Linked DNA regions of Sus scrofa: region 1 is linked to region 2. Evidence: chromatin contacts called from public Hi-C data. All regions are on one chromosome and are shown on one strand. The core of a region is the stretch at or near the end of the contact, and the rest is flanking DNA. Distances in the headings are between cores, read along the strand shown.

Region 1 (6,201 bases), core at 3,145-5,644, 61 kb before region 2:
CCCAGGCGAGGGATCGAACCCCCGCCACAGCAGCGGTGACAGGAGCCATAGCGGTGACAATACCGGATCCTTAACTGCTAGGCCACCAGGGAACTTGCAGAGATGGAGTTTTTGAGGGCGTGAGAGGATTCCAGGGAATGCTGTAAGGGGATTGGCACGGAAGCACATAGTTATGTAAAATAAATTTTCCTATGACTTTTATATTTTCTGAAGTTACTTAATGTCTCACTAGAGAAGATTAAATGTTGTCTTTTGAATTTGTTTGCTCAGAAACCTATGACTAGTAATATAAAGAGTAGAATGACTGGAGAAAACTGACGACTTTTCAAGGTTCACCCATCCTCCCTTTCTGGTACATTTCTGCTTTTTTTGTCACCCCCTGACCTGATGGGTCTCCATTTTAATTAGGTGTTAAAACCAGTCTTTCAAGTAGACCAATCTAAAATGAGAACTGGAAGATCTGCCACCTGAAATCACAAGTAAAAGTAGATAAGCCCTGGTCCATCCATATCAGGAAATACCATGCAGTGATTATACAGTATTAGGTTATGGGGCAAGGCAGTCCCTAAGAGCTTACAGGGCCCTGCCCATCTTACTCAGTTTGTCAAATTGCAAGTTCTGGCCTTTGACCCTGAGCTGTTTCCTTAGCTAGTGTGTAGGCATTTTAAGCAGGTAACAGCATCCATGGTGTGACTAAGAAGCAACCGTCACTTCCCAGGGGAGAGGGACTAGTTTGTTTATTGCCTGCTACAAAAGATGCTAAGCTCTTTGCCCTGAATCCTTAGCTGCCGCACAATCCACTGCGTGCATCTGGGCCCATATCGTTGCCCAGCACTGGCCTCCCATGTGATACTCCTGTTAATTGGGCTGTGAGTAATAAAGGGTCTCTCGCCACCTATTTTTGACACGTATGAGGTTGTGGCAGGTTTAACCCCTGCCATCTTCCCAGTCAGGAGTATATCTGTATATTCCGATATAGTATACAAATTACAGAATATCATATCCTTTAAAGAGCATTATATACATCTGTATGCCTTAACCTACAAATTCCTCTTTTGAAAATATATTCTAAAAAAATAATACTAGGAGTTCCCTGGTGGCTCAGCAGATTAAGGATCTGGCATTATCTCTGCTGTGGACAGAGGTTTTTTTCCTAAAAATGTGTATTACAGTATTAAGTTTGTTAGCATGATGGTCCATGCAGTAGTTTCATTAAGTCTAGCAAAAAACTAGGTTCATAGAATACTGCCAAATAATAGCACACCTGAGGATGCCTGAAAAGTGGGAAAAGTATACCTTCCATAGAGTTTTCTTGATGCTTAATAGAAAGAAAGCACTGTGTAGCATATATAAAACATTAAATGGTTAGACTGCCCAAGAGCCTGAGAACTAAATGTCCCTGAAAATATAGTGAGGGAATGTACACAGAAACACTTAGTACAGCAGTACATGGTAATGGTTTAATCAATGCTAGTTATTGTTAGTATTATTAGTATTAGTGTGTGTAGTACAGGAAAAAAATACACCGAACTGGTAATCAGGGGATCTGCATGTTAGCCCTGGACTGTGCTACTCAATAACTCAACTAATTAGTTCTGAAATTCATATTGTAAAAGTGCTCTAGTCCTGGTTGTCCTCATTTGTAAAATAAAATGCAGGAGATAAGATGATCTCTAAGTTCCTTTCCTATTACAAAAATCTATACCTCTGTAATGTTTGGTTTCAAGCCTCATTGACTGAGGGAAAGATGATACTATTGACAGAAATAAAAATGTCAAGATAAGCAATTGGAAATGTCTAGATGTTGTTGGTAATGTGCAATTAAAGCATACAGATTATCAATATTTGCTGTTATAATTGTCCTAACATAGTCATGTGATCTTGTTATTATCGTGTTATCAAATAACACAGCCAGCCATTCATGTAAAATATAAATACTGATTTTTAACTATCCACAGTTAATTCTTCAAGCTTCCAGGATAACTGGTTTATGGCTGAACAGTACACTTATACCCTGTTTAGCTGTCCATTCTATTTAGGTAAAAAAAAAAAAGGAACCAAAGCAAATAATGAAATGATGTTCCTTAAGGAAACTGAACTCTGCCATAAAATTGTTTTAAACAGGAGTTCCCACTGTGGCTCAGTGGGTTAAGAACCTGACTGCAGCGGCTCAGGTCACTGTGGCGGTATGGGTTTGACCCCCTGCTGGTACAGTGAGTTAAAGGATCTGGCATTGCCCCAGCTGCTGCTAGGATTCCAACCCCAGCCTAGGAACTTCCATATGTCATGGGTGTGGCCATTAAAAAAAAAAAGTCTTAAACATACCCTGAATAGATCTCCTAATCTTAATTTTACAAACGAAAATGAAAAAAAAAAAAAAAAAGGTATATGTACCTTGCAGTGGGTTGAATGGTGTCCCTTCAAAAAAAAAAACTATGTCCAAGACTTAACTTCTGGCACCTGTCTGTCTGTGAATGTGACCTTGTCTGAAAATGGTGTCTTTGCAAATGTAGTAAGGACCTCAAGGTGAGATCACCCTGGGTCTACTGTGGGCCCTTAATCCTCTGACTAGTGTCCTTAGAAGAGGAAGAGGAAAGAGATTTCAGATCCGGTGAAGAAGGCCATATGAAGCCCAAGGCAGAGACTAGCGTTATAATGCCACAAACCAGGGAACATGTGGAACCACCAAAAGCTGGAAGAGGCGAGAAAGTATTCTTCCCTGGAGCCTTCAGAGAGAGAGTATAGCCCTGCCAACAACTTGATTTCACACTTCTAGCTTCCAGAATTGTGAGAGAGTAAATTTTGGTTGTTTTAAGCCACCAAATTTTTGGAAATTTTTTACATCAGTTCTAGGAAACTAATAGCCCTGCTACCAAAAAGGAAACACTTCTGGAGTTCCCTGGTGGCCTATTGGTTAAGGACTCAGTGTTGTCACTGTGGTGGCTCAGGTTCAGTCCCTGGCCTGAGAATTTCTGGATGTTGTGGGCATGGCCAAAAAAAAGAAAACAAAAGAAAAGAACCACTTCTAGACCATATTTGGAATTTGTGCCTTCCAAAATACTGACTATTCTAAACTATTCCTTCCCCACTACTGCCATCTTCCCTTTTGTTTCTGTATGTGGCACTTACTACTTTTAAGCTTTTAAAAAGTATTTTATACATATTTAAGATACACAGAGAGGTATAAAGAATAATACAACTATCCATTTACCCAACATCCAGCTTAAGCTGTAAAACAATGTCAAAACATTTAAAGCCCAAGTGTATCCCTCCTCTTTGGCTTCCTTCATTGCTGCACAGAGGAAATCATGTTCCTGAATGGAGTTGTTTATTCCCAGGCACTTCCTGATGCCATTACTGGATGTATATTTAGCTCTAAGCAATACATTATATCACTGCAGAGTTTAAAGCTTAGCAAAAATTGTATTGATCATATGAATTCTTATATAACATTAATTATTTCATTTCTATTTCTAAGATTTATCAATGTTGAAATATGTCCCCCACATTCATTAATTTTCACTTACGTATATTATTCCACTGTATGAAAATAAACTATTTTCTTACTTTGGACATTTCGGCTTCACCTATTTTTTTTTTAATTCAACCTTGTTTCTTATACTTAGAGTATAGGCACAATAATCCTCTAGGATATATACTTAATAGTGGATCCTAGGATGTGTTATCTTTAACTTCTGGATGCTGTCAAGTTATTTTCCAAAGTGTTTATAATAATTTAAATTTCCGCTACCAAACGTTGCTCCTCATTCAAACCAACGCTTGAACACGGTTAAAATATATGCCCTAGTATAATTAACATAAAACACACTGCAAGTTATGGACATTTAGATAGTAGTGAAATCATAACAAATATCCTGTGATCCTCACCAAAATCCTGCAAGGAAGCTCAGAGAAGGGTCGGTAAATATTCCAAGATTCTAGAACTAATAAATATTGGAACCAAAACCTGAACCAAGGTTTTTGACAAAGTCAGAGTTGTTTTAATTATCCCGTGCCGCTTAAACTGAGAGAATACTTTTGGATCCTTATCATTTAAAAATTATAACTCCCCATTCTCTTTCCACCAGATTCCTACTTCCTAGCACTTTGCAGCCCTGAGGTATAGTAGTTACTGAACTTTAACAGTTAAACAGAATCAAAATTGGGTCATCAAGCAACTGAGAGAACCGCGCTTTCAAGCTGGCAGCGTTTTTTTGTTTGTTTTTCTGTTTTACCTCAAGCTTGCCTCCATCACACGCAAGGCACCTTGGGCATTGTAGTCTTGGGCGCAGACCTGTGGCCGGAGGCGCTCACTCACTGGAACCCAATCAGCAGAAAGCGAATTTGCTCTCCGCGCAGCTATTGGCTGAAAGTCAGCAGCCACCCGCCCTGCCGCGCCGTCGCGTGGTCGCTGGTTAGAGGGAGCTTGGGGCGGCTGTGGGAGGCTGCTGCATTCTCGGGGACCGTCTTCGGTGATACGCAATTAGCCATGGCAGAACCGCAGCTCGCGTCCAGCGGCCTCACCGACGAGGCTGCCCTCGCCTGCTGCTCCGACCCGGACCCCAGCACCAAGGTGGGCGCAGTACCTAATTCTCCAGAGTCGAAGCCCTGCGTGGCGCGACTGGGGCCCCCTGAAGGGAGCAGATCCCCGGGCTCAGCCAGGCCCAGCTTGGGCTGGGTGATTCGAATACCGTCTGGCCACCCCTGCAGCTCCGCCCGCTTTGGGCTGACCGGAGTGGGCTGGGAAGAGAGCCAGTAGTGTCCAAAGGGGGATGATCCGTCTCTTGAAGTTTTTTTAAAAGACCGCGCGCGACCCTCCTTTGATTTGTTTGGTTTGGGATGGTAACTGGAAACCACGGCTGAGCCAGGATCAGAGCCCTTGTCTGTGTGTGTGCATGTTCCCTAGGTCAGTAGCCAGGGCTGGTAAGAGGAGCAGTTTCAGACCTCCAGTCTAGGTTCGAAGGTTACGGGCCGGTCCCTCCCAGCCTGGGTCATTTTTCTGTAACTGTCCTGGCTCCGGGTTTAACTCCTGCAAACCAATTCATGGCTCCTGACTTTAACCGCGCCCACAGTTTGGCTTTCGATTGGCCTTTACGGTCGCTTTCGGCCGCACTTGTGCTGTGGCCTCAGGAGACCGCAGAATCGCAGAGCTTAGATCCGAAGGGAATCTTAGAAATTCCTTCACTGACCGTCGCTTTGCAGCTGAGACTCAGTAAAAGGAATGACCAGTTGTAGATGAAGGCTTTCATCCCTTCAGCTTGCTTAACGTGTCTGTGGTGAGTCAGTGTAACTCGCTCGGGCGTGGTGCCTCCGTGAATTGTCAAGATTAAACCCAGCAGCCGCTCCGGAGGTTTACCCCAAAGTCCTCAGCACTATCAGTAAACGCCTTAGTATTATTCATTTGACTCAGGAAGTTCTAAATGCCTTGGAGATCGGTTAGTGCATTGTACGGACCTCTAAAACCAGTAGGTGACTTTAGTCCCTACTTGTTCTTTGCCTGCAGGGTGAAGCTTCAGACATTTCTAATTGCTAAAGCCTTTGACTAGCACCTGGTAGTACTTAGCTTAGGAAAAATGTTAGTCACTGCAAAATTAAAGGGGAAAGAAGTAAATATATATATATATTTCTTCTCACATTCATTTTACTTTTATACTCTCTAATGTTAATACCTAGTTATTTCACATAATGTAGAGTCAGAGTAAATTAATGTTCCAGATAACTGAGCTTTTTATGTACTAGACTATTTAAAAAAAAAAAACAACGGATTTCAAGGCTAGCTTTATAAAATTGATTGAATATAGTTAGTTCCTTGCATTCTTAATTTACACTGCATACAATCTCATTTTTTTTTATTTGGAGTAACTTTTATGGCCTTAGGCATTTTTTGAGGCACCACGTGGGGAACATAAAAGGAGTATGTAGTAGTAGCTGATACATATGTTGAATGTGTCGGGCCCTGGTTTGTTATTTTAAGTACATTACTTGATTTAATCCTCACAACAACCCTGTGAGGAAGACATAATTATCTACATTTTACATATAAGGAGGCAGTGGCACAGAGGTGTTGAGTAGTTTGCCCAAGAAGAAGTCCACACTCCTAGCTTCCACCCTGTTCTGTTTCTAGAGTACTAACTACAGCAGTAATTTTGGAACCTGACATGAAGAAAAGTAAAAAAATGTTAAACCTAAGTGAATTCACTC
Region 2 (6,342 bases), core at 961-3,460:
CAGTGGGTTAAGGATCTGGCATTGCCGTGAGCTGTGATGTAGGTCGCAGACATGGCTCGGATCTGGCGTTGCTGTGGTTCTGGCGTAGGCTGGCAGCTGTAGCTCTGATTTGACCCCCCCCTCCCCCAGACTGGGAACCTCCATATGCTATGGGTGCAGCCCTAGAAAGACAAAAAAAAAAAAAAAAATAGCTTTACTAACTTGTATTCCTGGACTAGGCACCCTCAATCCCACCCCTAGGCCCTGCTCCTGGTGAATCAGAGAACACAAATTTCCCTAATGGAAGCTTTCTTTTCTTCTTTTCTTTTTTCTTTCTTTCTTTTTTTTTTTTTTTGGCTACACCCACAGCATGTGATAGCTCCTGGGTCAGGGACTGAACCTGTGCCACAGCAGTGACTGGAGCCACAGCAGTACAACACTGAATCCTTAACCTGCTGGGCCATGAGGGGACTCCAGAAGCTTTAAGAAGAAAAAATGGTATGGGCTACACATATCCATTTTCTCCTTTTAATTTCATCAGCCAGGAAATCACTGCTCCAGCGAGGAGTGAGCTGGAGGCAGGTGCAGTGAGAAGCCAGGATTATATTATGTACAAATGAATGTTACTTTGTATTGAAGGAAACATGATGAGTGAAGAATAAATGTTTCCCCAACATATCCATTTTTGAACTTATCATCATATCCCACAAATCTGATCATCCTCCTCGGACTGTCACTGTTATTATCTAGTACCTTAGATCAGAAACTTATAGACGTTCCCATCGTGGCACAGTGGTTAACGAATCCTCAGTGGTTAACGGAATCTGACTAGGAACCATGAGGTTTCGGGTTCAGTCCCTGGCCTTGCTCAGTGGGTTATGGATCCAGCATTGCCTTGAGCTGTGGTGTAGGTCGAAGATGTGGCACGGATCCCGCATTGCTGTGGCTCTGGCATAGGCCAGTGGCTACAGTTCCAATTAGACCCCTAGCCTGGGAACCTCCATATGCCTCGGAAGTGGCCCTAGAAAAGGCAAAAAGACAAAAAAAAAAAAAAAAAAAAAAGAAAGAAACTTGTAGATAACTTAGACTCATTCTTCTTCACATCTTGTTAAATGTCCCCACCATTTACCCCGGCACCCATACTAGAAACTTGGCCTACTTGTCTTTCCCTCACTCAGTGCTGTCAACTCTACTACCTCAACAGTGCTCACCTCTATCCCTTCCTCTGCCTATTCCCACTGCCAATGCTTTGGTTAAGCCTCTGACCACTTCTTATGTGGAGTACAGCTATGACCTCGTAATGGTCTTCTGCCTCAAGCTTTGCTCTTTCTGTCCATTTTCACTTGCATACCTTTACTCACGAAACTTTGTCTGGAATTAAGCATGCTTTCCAGTTATTGTCTCCAAATCCCCACACCCCGGACCTCCAGTTTGCCCACAGATCAAGCAGAATTGACTGTCCAACAAGCAGGATCAGATTTGTACCTAGGTTTCCCTGACTCCAAAGTCCAGGCTCTTAACTGCTCTTGCCCGACTGTTTTCTCTTATAAAAAAGATGTTTTAAAGTCCAGTGAGCCTTATACTTTAAAAACACCTTTGCATACATTATTTTCTTTTAGCCGCACAATTCTCCAACGTAGGCAGAATGGGTAGTTATCCTCATTTATAAAATGAGGAAACAGTCTGGGGAATTAGGCCAGGTCCGTCACACGCTGCTGCTAGTGAACGAGTGTCATTCAGCGGTCTTCCACATTAGCCGTGCACTCAGCCCCTTCTGGTCCCAGTCTTTGGAGAGACTTCCTGAACGCTGCAGAACTGGCCGTGGTGTCCTCCCAACTCTGGACAAGGCCGCTGCTCTTTCCACGGGCGCCCCAGCGATTGCGACAGGGACCTTCCCACTTGCAGTGACGCAATCAGTTACGCCAAACAGTGACGTACACTGACATGACTTACCCTGAGCCAGGTGCCGGCAGGACGGCCACACCCTGGGGCCCCCTACTCTAGAGGGCAGCGGGTCTCGCGGGTGGGGTAAGCCGCAAAACCCGCGGGAGGTAACTCCGGGTCCTAAATCCCCGGATCCCGCGGGCCCGCCACCGATCGGTTGCTAAGTGACGCCAGCGCGCAGAGGCGCGTGCGCGGCCACGGCGGTGTGCGTGAGAGCGGACGCGCGCCGCGGCGGCGGCGGTGGCGAGGACGGCGGTGACGGCAGCGGCCGAGGGGGCGGTGGCTACGAGGGGGGTGCGAAGCGGGCGGAAGAGGCGTCTGTGCCCGCGGCGAGGTCGCAGAGGAACATCGTGGGAGTGAGTAGCCGCGGCCTCGCTGGGGAGGTGGGGCCTGGCCGCACCTGCTGCGCGGGCCCGGGGCGCGGGGACGCGCTCCCCTCCATGCCCCGCAGCCGCTTTCTCCGGGGGCGGGGAAGGAGCGGGGACAGAGCGGGGACGGGGGCTGACGAGGGTCAATTCTTGGGCGCGGGCGCTCTGGCAAGCGGCAGCCGGGGATCAGCGAAGCCTCTTTAGTCCTGAAAGGTGTCGTGGGGAGCAGGCGTCGGGGTGGGGCGGTGGTTCGGGGTGGCTCTGCCAGGCTTCGGACCGAGAAGTCGGAATCCCGAGAAGCCCGGGTTCCCGGAGTAGCCTCACCTGCTGCCCCTCGAGACCTGGCCGAGGCGGAACCGGGGACGCTGTGATTGGGGTTCGGAAAGTTTGGCATTGCTGGGGCCTTCAACGCCCCTGCCCTGGCTGGGCCCCGAGGAGGAGAGGGTTGTTATGGAGAGAGTTGTGAATCTGTGCCTGCGTGCGGCATCAGACACACCCACGACCTGGGGAAGGCGATCTGTCAGTGTAGAGGGGGCGGCCAACCTGTTGCCTGGTGTTTCCAACTTCATGGGTGTGTGCACGTGTTTAATGCACGCACAAAACTTTGGCGGCCCTGAGCATTTTTATCACATTGTTGCTGCAGATTTTGAAGCCAAGGGACAGATAGCCATCTATGGTTCTTCTTCCTATACTCAAATCACCTGTTTTATTTCCCTAAACTATGTTGCTCTTCTGTCATTATTAGGGCCAAGGAAGTGTGGAGGCGGTGGTTTTTGTTTTTCTTAAAAGTAATGGAGGCTTGCTGTTTACTAGGCAGAAAATACAGATTCTGTTCGGCGTGTGGGCTAGAAAATGTAGATGGTCTTACAAGCTTGATTGGAAAGGTGCAGCTAATTATCAGTCCAGTGCTTTCTTCTTGATGCGCTGGACTCCCTCGTGGGTAGATGTGTGATGGGTGTAGTGACCATGCTTGGGAGAATGGAGTATGGGAGGTAGAAAAGCAGTCAGCCTTTTCTGACTGTTGATGAAGGCAGTGCCTAGAACCGGCAGAAAGAGACTATACTGACATTTAATCATGATTTGTGCAGGAAATTAAAAAAAAACAACTTGTAACTTTCCATTTAGCGTTAAAATTCTGTGATTCAGTTGCATCACTGAGGATCTGTAAAGTATGTTGCTTGAGGTTCTTTCATCTTGGAACCAGTGACAACCTTGCTCCGTTACTTGGAATTCAGTATCTTGCGCGCTGAAATACAATACCTTTTAGGACAGAAATCATGTTTGTTTTCTTCAGGGCCATATCTCTAGTACCTACGAAAGTGCCTGCCACAGGATAGGCACGTAATAAATATTTATTATATATGACACCACGGATAAGTCATGGGTCAGTGTATAGCAAGCATTTAACTCAGTCCTTCAAGTAGTTAATACCTTTGTCCCCTCTGCCCGTTATTATGCTATATGTGGGAAGAGGATTGTGGGATTACAAATGACATAAAAGACCTGTTTTTTTTTTTTTCCCCCTTTAAAAGCAAACAGTCTAGCTAGGAAAATAAAACATGTAATATAATTATGAAACCAAATGAGGTGTGTAAACAGGTGTTATGTGAAATGCTATACTTTTGAGTGTAGTAGAAGTTTAGAAGAGATAAGACTTGTGGGCTGAGTGAGTGAATTCTTTGGGAGAGGTAAGATTTGATCTTGTCTTTGTCATTTTTCTTTTTCTTTCTTTTTTTTTTTTTTTTGCCTTTTCTAGGGCAGAGAACTAGACTTCTGTCTTCTTTGGGAAGCTGGGTGCCAGTGTTCCTGGATTTTCTTTTTTTTTTTTTTTTGGCTGTCCTGTGGCATATGGAGGTTCCCAGGCTAGGGGTCTAATCGGAGCTGTAGCCACCGGTCTATGCCAGAGCCACAGCAACTCGGGATCCAAGCTGAGTCTGCAACCTACACCACAGCTCATGGCAATGCCGGATCCTTAACCCACTGAGCAAGGCTAGGGATTGAACCCGCAACCTCATGGTTCCTAGTCGGATTTGTTAACGATTTGGAACTCCTGATCTTGTCTTTGAAAGAAGTGTGAAATTTCTCTTAGAGAAGAGATAGTCGTATGTTGAGAAAACTGTGAATTTGGTCATTGGGTGATATATTGAGGCACTTTACATGTCCTATGAGTGGAGCAGAAGTCTCTGATAGGGGAGATTTGGGAAGATAAGGTTTAGCAGGTGGGGAAGGGCAAGTATTAAGACTAAGGCAGGTTTATCACCATTCCACTGATAACAAGATAGAGCCTGCTTGAGAGGGGTGGGAGTTGTGTTACTCAAAGTAGAGTCTTAGACAAGACTAAGTGTTATCTTTACTTAAAATGAAAGGATATTGTAGTTAAACCAGAATCAGATTGAACCAAATACTGTAGTTGAACCAAATCAGAGGTACAATATACCTCTGATTTCAGTTACTAATTAGAATAAATGCCTCACTAATGTGTCTGTATCTTCTGTACTTAGTCAGCAGCGCATGTCCTCATTTCTAAAATCTACCTGATGTGCTTGGGCTGATCCATTGGAAATTTCCTGAAATGATGTACCCAAAGCAATTATCCAGCCACTCTCGGTGACACAGTTTTGCTTAGGATTATCTCCTTTAGTGGCCTATGAAGTTTGTAGTTACCGCTGACCTTGTAAAAATACAAATAATGTTAGCTGGAAAAGGGTCATTTGAAGAAAGGGTGCTCAAAAATATTGACAAAAAGATTTGAGAAAGTTAAAGGTGCTGTTGCTAAATATTGAACCCTTAGTCTTCATCTTTTGTTAAGTGAGCATTCTTTTGACTGTTGCATAAACCTGAAGTTGTATTGCCAACCTTTGTAATGTTGCAACACCAAATGTTGCATTATTTAATAACTCAGCAAATATTTATTGGGTGCTGGCTAGGAAGACAAAGAATAAAATGCAGTATACCTGAGTTACCAGGAATTCATGAGAGGAGACAAACACTAATCATAATTTTTATGAGAAGAGTTCATCACTCTTTTTTTTTTTTTTGTCTTTTTAGGGTCTGCAGCATATGGAAGTTCCCAGGCTGGGGGTTGAATTGGAGCTGTAGCCGCCAACCTACACCCCTACACTGCAGCTCACAGCAATGCTGGGTCCTTAACCCTCTGATTGGGGCCAAGGATCATACCTGCATCCTCATAGATACTAGACAGATTCAGTACTGCTGAGCCACAAGAGGAACTCCAGGTTCATCACTTTTAAACACAGCATTGTAAATCAGCCACACTTCAATTAAAAAAAAGTGTTACTGGAGTTGGCTCAGCGGGGTAAGAACCTGACTAGTATCCACTAGAACGCGAGTTTGATCACTGGCCTCTCTCACTGCAGCTCCTACTCGACCCCTAGGCTGGCAACTTCCATGTGCTGCAGGTGGGGCCCTAAAAGAAAAAAGTTACCACTTTTGGGATGAATAAAATGCTGAAGGAGTAGTCACTTTGGCAGGGGGATGAATTATAGAGTTGGGGAAAACTTTAAATATAAGAGGGTGGAACTTAGCCCTGAAGTTGAACTCGTATTTTGCGATGTAGGAAAGGGAAAGCAGTCATTCCAGGCAGAGAGGAGAGCATAGACAAAGTTGCCAAATGTTGAAATTGAATGAGAGTTTTGGAAAACCTTGGATTGTTTTTTGTAGGCTTCTTGTATGGCAGAAGTGATGATGCTGGCAAGGGATAGTTGGAGCTAAATTATAAGTGGGCCCTCCATTCCAAAAAACCTAGACTCCCTCCTTCTAACTCTACCTCTGTGTTGGTGATGGAGAGCTTTGGAAGATAGAATAATCAAAACATTAACTGGCAGTTTCATATGCAGAATTGCATGACAAAGGAGAGGTTGGGAGACCAGGTAGGATGCAGGTGAGAGAGGCTGGGAGCCTGAAGAGAGACAGTGGGAATGGGTGGCTTGTAGAGATATTTTAGATGTTAAAATTTCTAAATGTTTTGAACAGCTGGAGGTGAGACAGAGAAGTCAAAGGTGACATGTCTAGCTTGAGTAAGTGGTGTTTA

The links. Hi-C and Micro-C count contacts between places; a contact is called where the count stands out from the background.
Region 1: a contact with region 2 is called in a Hi-C map of liver, with 3 times the contacts expected there. The contact joins the promoter of GLO1 here to the promoter of BTBD9 in region 2. A contact is called at or near these places in 7 of 47 Hi-C or Micro-C datasets (alveolar macrophages, blood, fetal heart ventricle and 3 more) and 1 of 2 datasets of contacts at active chromatin or transcription factors (alveolar macrophages).

What each region holds. Positions count from the first base shown.
Region 1 is chr7:34,181,753-34,187,953 of Sscrofa11.1, reverse strand. It overlaps GLO1 (lactoylglutathione lyase), which reads left to right and starts at 4,394. Exons shown (of 6, transcript XM_001927957.5): 1 at 4,394-4,573. The coding sequence starts at 4,490.
Region 2 is chr7:34,118,465-34,124,806 of Sscrofa11.1, reverse strand. BTBD9 (BTB domain containing 9) reads left to right here and starts at 2,210. Exons shown (of 12, transcript NM_001243303.1): 1 at 2,210-2,279. It overlaps LOC110261680 (a long non-coding RNA gene), which reads right to left and starts at 1,926. Exons shown (of 5, transcript XR_002346133.1): 1 at 1,331-1,926.